2 separate regions of the Triticum aestivum genome follow, and region 2 is linked to region 1. The links are chromatin contacts, called in public Hi-C maps. All regions are on one chromosome and are shown on one strand. Each heading gives the region's core, a stretch centred on a gene start, on an enhancer-like site or on the middle of the called end of the contact. The rest is flanking DNA. Distances are from core to core; before and after follow the strand shown. Region 1 holds the start of LOC123080147 (5' exonuclease Apollo). Region 2 holds the start of LOC123080149 (probable membrane-associated 30 kDa protein, chloroplastic).

Evidence for each region. A called contact is a pair of places that touch in the nucleus more often than the background predicts.
Region 2: a Hi-C map of leaf shows a contact between it and region 1, with 5 times the contacts expected there. The contact joins the promoter of LOC123080149 here to the promoter of LOC123080147 in region 1. A contact is called at or near these places in 2 of 5 Hi-C or Micro-C datasets (both in leaf) and 1 of 1 datasets of contacts at active chromatin or transcription factors (leaf).

The regions. Positions count from the first base shown.
Region 1 is chr3D:517,931,111-517,934,498 of IWGSC CS RefSeq v2.1, reverse strand. LOC123080147 (5' exonuclease Apollo) reads left to right here and starts at 2,124. Exons shown (of 5, transcript XM_044503034.1): 1 at 2,124-2,394; 2 at 2,485-2,590. The coding sequence starts at 2,197. LOC123080148 (bidirectional sugar transporter SWEET1a) reads left to right here. Exons shown (of 6, transcript XM_044503035.1): 6 at 56-553. The coding sequence ends at 295.
Region 2 is chr3D:518,132,643-518,136,021 of IWGSC CS RefSeq v2.1, reverse strand. LOC123080149 (probable membrane-associated 30 kDa protein, chloroplastic) reads left to right here and starts at 1,547. Exons shown (of 12, transcript XM_044503038.1): 1 at 1,547-1,785; 2 at 1,866-2,009; 3 at 2,509-2,609; 4 at 2,703-2,813; 5 at 3,102-3,166; 6 at 3,247-3,328. The coding sequence starts at 1,907. It overlaps LOC123075172 (galactose mutarotase), which reads right to left and starts at 142. Exons shown (of 3, transcript XM_044497839.1): 1 at 1-142. The coding sequence starts at 98.

The DNA.
Region 1 (3,388 bases), core at 875-3,374:
TCAAAAGTAAAAAAAAGAAGCTGACACGTATTTTTACGCGCGCGCATGCATGCAGATCCCCAACGGGTGCGGGAGCTTCCTGGGCCTGATGCAGCTCATCCTCTACGCCATCTACCGGAAGAACAAGGGCCCCGCTGCCGGCGCCGTGCCGGCCGGCAAGGGGGAGGACGCCGGCGACGAGGCCGACGAGGTGGAGGACGCCAAGAAGGCGGCCGCGGCGGTGGAGATGGGCGAGGCAAAGATCAAGGTCAATGACGACACCGCCGTCGTCGACAAGGTCGCCGCCCAGGTGTAGCCGCCGCTGCACAGAGAGAGTGTGCATGAGGTGACAGCAGCATAAGGCCGCTGCTTAATTAGTTGGTAGAGCTGTTATGCTAAGCAGATCGTCGGTGTCTGCCTTGTTGATTTGTTTCTTGACATGGTACGTACGTACATTTGCCAGAAAGCTGGTGCTCTCTCCCCAAAGGCCAGCCTACGGGAGAGCTATGAGACAGTACTCCGAAAATCTCAAATTGTAACTGCAAGTGTGAATTACCTCTGCTCTGTTTCTGTGTGTTGTACTCCTCCAAAGATCAAAGTTGGTTTTTGCCCCCTGGAAACAAACCCAAGAAACTTTTGCTTTCCTCTCATAAATAAACCAGCATCTCCAACGCGGACTCTTAAACCACTCGCATCCGTTCGGACCGTGCTGTTTGAATGTGTCTTGCCGTCCAACGCTGTCATTTTGATTGTCGGTATCTGCCTTCTTGATTTGATTCTTGATGACTTTATACGTACGTACATTTTGTTGGAAATATGAGCAATTTACCGAATAATTTTATTAACAGAAATACTAGATAAAGTATGACTAATATAGCAGAGATAAAACAAGTTATGCAATCTGACAGAGAGAAGGTAATAGCATCTGCATATATGAATTAGAACCAAACACATCTAGAGCAAACATAACCTCAAACAGAAAGAGCATAAGAACGTACGAAACAGCAGCAGAAGCATTGGTCTTGGGTCGACATCCTCGCCAGCCATGTTGTTGAAGAGGTTGTCGACGCCGGGGAAGAAGTCGTCGTGGTGTCTTGAGCGTCCGTGATGATCTGGTCAGTAGTCACGCAGAGCGCTCCCAAAAACCTTATCACCTTATCACCCTTCTCCCGTACATGACTCAAAGAGGTGAGATTTCGGAGGCCTACTGTCCCGACATAAGCTCAGTGGTTCGGAACGGTGGCAAGAGGATACTACAGCAAAACGTTTCAGCAACCCGCGGCGCGTCGTGACGACGAGGCGTGGCGTGCGGCAGAGGAGGGGCGCGCGTGAATGCCCCTCTTGTGTTTTGTGCGCAGTACAGGACGCTTGTACTTTCATCCCATAATTTCAGAATCTCAGAAGATGCTTTAAGACGAAAATTCAACTTGTTTGCCCGGGCTCATCTACACCCGATAAAATAAAAAAAATGATTTTTTTTGGGTGGTGCAAAATGCTCAAAGGCGTGATGTTCATGCAAAAATTCAGGTGTTTGGACATTGGAGGAGCTGCAAAATTTCGGGGTGTTTGAACATTCGAGGAGGTCCTGACAAAAAAGTCAAAATCATATGTGAATAGTGTTGTTTTCAAAAGTTTCTCAGACACCCAAAATCTATCTTTTTCATCACGAGCTCCTCGAATGTCCAGACTTCACCAAATTTTACACGGACAACACGCACATAAGCATCTTGCATCACAAAATTATTTACATTTTTTACTATTTCAAACGCTTTTACTGTTCACATCCGGCCTCATCTGAGCCCGGGTGCAGAATAGCCGCATCCATACAATTACATCCATTCCACTGGACCGAGTTTTTTTTTTTTTTGAACTTTGAAATTGCAATAGTTAGTTGTTAGGCCCAGAGGAAGCAGAATGGGAAGGCCCAAGCCCTGGCGGGCAAAAGACAGAGCACTGGCATGTGGGCCCACCTGTCAGTGCCAGCCAACTTACGAACTTAGCAAAGGCGGCAAGTTAGCGGGTCCTGGGCCTCGGTCCGGCCACTAAACTGAAGTGAGAACCCGAATCCACGAACCCATTTCTCTTCCTTCCAGCGGAAGGAGAACACTCTTCCCACTCGAGGAATATAAAACCGACCCAACCAACTCCCGACGAAGCGGCGCGCTTCCGAGGAAGCGGAGGAGGGCCCGCCCGCAATTTCACAAAGTTCCGGGGAGGATGCCGATAGAGATGCCGCGGGGGCTCCCCTTCGCCGTGGACACGTGGGGCCCCTCCTCCCGCCGCCGGCGCCACCGCTTCCTCACCCACGCGCACCGGGACCACCTCGTCGGCGCCGGCGCCGGGGCCGACCCCGGAGGAGGCGCCCTCTACGCCACCCGCCTCACCCTGTCCCTCGCCCTCCGCCACTTTCCCCAGGTACCTTAGCCTGTCTCCCAGAGAGACGCGGTAGATTTTGAATTTGCTGCGGTGGATTGAGATTTCTCGCGCGGTGCGGCCGTGTTGCAGCTGGACCAGGGGGAGTTCGTGGAGGTCGAGGTGGGGAGGACGTTCAAGGTGGATGACCCCGCCGGCGCCTTCTCCGTCACCGCGTACGATGCCAACCACTGCCCTGGTAATTGTTGTTTTATCCTTGTTTGGTCTGCTCATCGTGTTACAGCACTCTGTAAGATTGAGCTTGCTAGTGGATAAATCAATCCTACTACTACAAATGCGCCGTACATAAGATTGAACTTGCTGGTGCATAAATCAATCCTGCTTTCATTTCTGAAACTGATAAACAGCCAGCTCCCAAGTTCTGAAATGCATCGTACCTAAGATTCAACTTGCTAGTGCATAAATCAGTACTGCTTTCATTTCTGAAACTGATAAATAGTCAGCTCCCAAGTTCTCAAATGCAAAATGAAACACCACATCATCAAGCTAGCCCCTCCCGGTGTAGCATCACCCTTGGCAGCTACTGGGAGATCTAAGCAGGCTCTCAACGTTTTTAGAAGCACAACAGTAGCATAATAGCCGGACCAAAAGAGCACCACAAAAACGAGATACAGATGCAAAGCGTTTGCCTCAAAGTGTCTCCATGGACCACGGCCGATGATTCCCAGCTACGCTCACCAGAAACACTCAGTTACGGCAATCCTCAACCATCAGCGCTGACCCCCGCCTCCGATTGAAGAACTCAAACACCAGTTGCAGAAATAAGCTTGCCCCTCAGCACTGCATTGAGCGCACACCTGCTTTATGCCTTTATGTAATCCAGAGTAAAAGTTCAACCAATGAGCCGTTTTCGCTACAAGACTAGTTGGGTCATAAGGAAACACGTTACGAAAGCAAGCTGCATTATGATATGTCCAAATCAACAAAATGTGAGCAGCTACCCTACAGCTAACCGCCCCCTGTGAGACCCTTGCAA
Region 2 (3,379 bases), core at 298-2,797, 200 kb before region 1:
GGGTGCTTCCTCGCCTCCACGCCTCCCAGCGACGCGGCCACGGCCAGGCACAGGAGCAGCGCTAACGCCATCATCGTCTTCATGCTCATCGCCGCCATGATTCTCTCTCAAAATGCCGCCTTTCAGCTGCGTATACTCTTGTTTCCTCCGGTATATATAGAGGAGGGTGGTTAGCACTCCAGAGAGAGCAACGACTGCCCTAGTCAACAGGGAAGGATGGATCGGATAACAGACGCTGCCTTGATCCATGCAGGTTGAATCGAACCACCAGATTTGACTGTTACGTGAAAAACGGCAACTATCAGGCTCTACTCCATAGGCGCAACGCCTTCCTGACCCTCGGATCATTTTGCTGCAGCATAGCCGGACGTGGCTATCTCCGCCACGACTACTTGAAAATCACTGCTTTTTGTTCACATCACAGGTCACTGCGTAGGGAATGCAAGCCACTGCCAAAAGCGACTAATTGCTCTGACAATCATGTATGTATCTGTAACATTTTATAAGACGTTATTAGAGTCCATGACAGTGTAAAAAAACATCTTATATTAAGTTTTTTTTTTGCGACGACATCGTATATTAAGTTACAGAGGGAGTACTTTTGCCAGAGGTGCGATTGTATTTTTAGCAGGAGTTCAATGCTTAGTTTGCACTGTATTTTTTTACTATTACATGAAATTCTATTGACAATATCGGTTTGTGCAATATATTTCAACCTTACAAACCATCCTCTTAGTGTGCAATATAGTTCGTGCTTTTAACAGAAATTCAATTCTAAGCCTGAGCTCGTGTGCACCCGGATGGACAATAAAATCAAGGAAAATGACAAAAAAAATGAAATCTATTTTCTGGTAACTAACTTGTATGCTTGTTTTGACTGTGCAAAAATTGGTGAAGAAACAACATTTGTGGTGGTCTGAGAAAAAAAGGTGCTTTAAAAAACTTTCAAAATAAGCTTTTCGTAGCACTATAGTTTTTATGGAGCAACATCAATGTCATTTCTCCTTGAAAATTTGCATGCAACTAGAACAAGTGAACATGTTTATTGTTAATCCTTACTTATGCATTTGTTTATCCGGGTGCACATGAGCTCAGGAGCCAAAACTTCGCCAACACATCATACCTATTAAGCCATCTAATGGTGGTTCCCATATTCAAGCATAGAATGTGAATCGCGGACCACCCCAAGTTGTGAGCTTCAGTGGTTATTCTCTCTCCGTTCATGGCAGAAAGTCAGATGCGCCGGCCAAAACCAGCTGTCGGGGCGTTCAAGACAGGGTGTTCACCTCTCTCAAGATCCGCCATACCTCTCATTGAAGCTTTCCTCCAAGTTGTATACAATTATTCCACTTATTGTACAATAATAAAATTAATGTCTCTAAAATGCTTTTATTTTAGAGAATGTCTCCAAAATGCTAAGGCAATGTGTACTTTTGGGCCATCATGCCAGGCCCAGGCCTGGCATTTTCAGGCAGGTCTTTGCCCGGTCCGGCCCGTGTAAAACAGCACTCGCTTTTTTTGAAGCACTGACTTCATTGCGTGATGCACCGGCCGACCGGCACACACAGAGCGAGCTCGTGTGCCGCCCGATCTAGCGTGTACCGTCCAGATCGGGGTGGTGGAGAGGGCTCAGCCACTTTTGCGACAACGCCCCCGTTCCGCAGCCGATTCACCAAACAATCCTTGAAATCGACCCAAGCCGCTCTCCCTGTCAGGTGAGCCGCGCCGCCAGTCTCCGGCGACCCCGAGCCCCAACAATCCCATCTCCGGCCACAGGAGCTCCAGGTACGCTTCCTCTTCACGATCTTCTCTTTGCTTCATCCATTGATTCATAGGTTCTGAAATCCCAGGGTCTGCAACTCTAGGGTTCCTCTCTCCATCTGGTCCTCCGCTACGCCCCGAATCGATGGAGATTAGGGCCCCGCCGACGAGCCTCAGGCTCGCGACGCCGCCTTCAACCGCCAGCTTCCGCCCGGTCGCCCTCCGGACCTCCTTCCTCAGCGGCAGCGGTGCGTTTCTCGAGTTCGTGCCCTGCTCCCCCCATGTTTCATGTGCTTTGTGGCAGAGATTGCTGTAATAAACTTGTAGCTGTGGATTCGGTTAGCTAGTTTAGCGAGTACACCTATGCTAGCGTAGAGGTCCAAATTGGAAGGTTGATAGGCCGAAGGTTTTGGAGATTGTGATTATTGTTTCCTTATGGTTGTGGAACCTGCTCTGAAACGAACCGGATTGACCTCCAAATCTCCAATAGCATGCTCATTGAAGCCATTCCATGCTAATTTGCGGTTCCAGCTACAAACTATATCATGTACTATTAAAGCATGCCAGATATTTACATTTTATCATGTCTCTTAATCTTCTTAGCTTACATGCTCAGGCAGTCACTCGTGCTGGTAACATACATTAATATGTTTGCAGTAGAGAGCTTATCGAATTTCATATTTGTAGTTATTTGGTGTTGTGCCAATGGCCATGTTGATGACCTCTAGTTAACTACATCCTCTGCAGTTTCTCTTCGAGCTGTGCAAGTACGTCAATCAAATGTCAACAGATTTAAGTGCAACGCCATACGGAGTAACCTCTTCGATAGACTAACTAGGGTTGTCAGGGTGAGTAAGGCCATTTCAGCCAATATTTCGTTACACGGTAGCATAGTTTTGTGTTTATTTAACTAAGTGCTTGTGCCTTGCTGGTTTTTCTAGTCCTATGCAAATGCAATTCTGAGTTCATTTGAAGACCCTGAGAAGATCCTAGATCAAGCGGTCTTGGAGATGAATGATGATTTAATAAAGATGCGGCAAGCCACTGCACAGGTTTGTTGTGTTTATTGTTATAATCCTAAAACTGCACCAGTGACAGTACATTTTTAACAACTTCAGTTCTGCTGTTGTTGCCACTAATACAAAAAATTGTGGTGTTGATGCTAGTTTTGGTTAGCTGCCTCTTGTGTTACCAGCTTCTTGTTAGTTTGAATCTCTAGCTTCTGTGGGATCTTCTTGTCACAGAGGGTGCCATGTATATAGATGTAAAATGGAAATACGAGCCTATTGTACAATATTCTGTTGCATTCAACCTTATAACATGGTTTTTGGTTTTGGAAGGTCTTGGCATCTCAAAAGAGGCCTGAGAACAAGTACAAAGCTGCCGAACAAGCTGATGCTGATTGGTAATGTTATTGGTAACTATAAGCTTACATTTGATTCCTGTCGTCTGTTTGTTTTACAGTGCCATTTTTATTAAATTTAGGTATCGGAGGGCTCAACTTGCTCTTCAAAAGGGTGAAGAGGATCTTGCTCGTGAAGCCCTTAAACGGCGTAAATCATATGCTGTAAGCATCTTATAGATCTAGTGTGCTGGATCAAATGTCTGCCCAGTCACA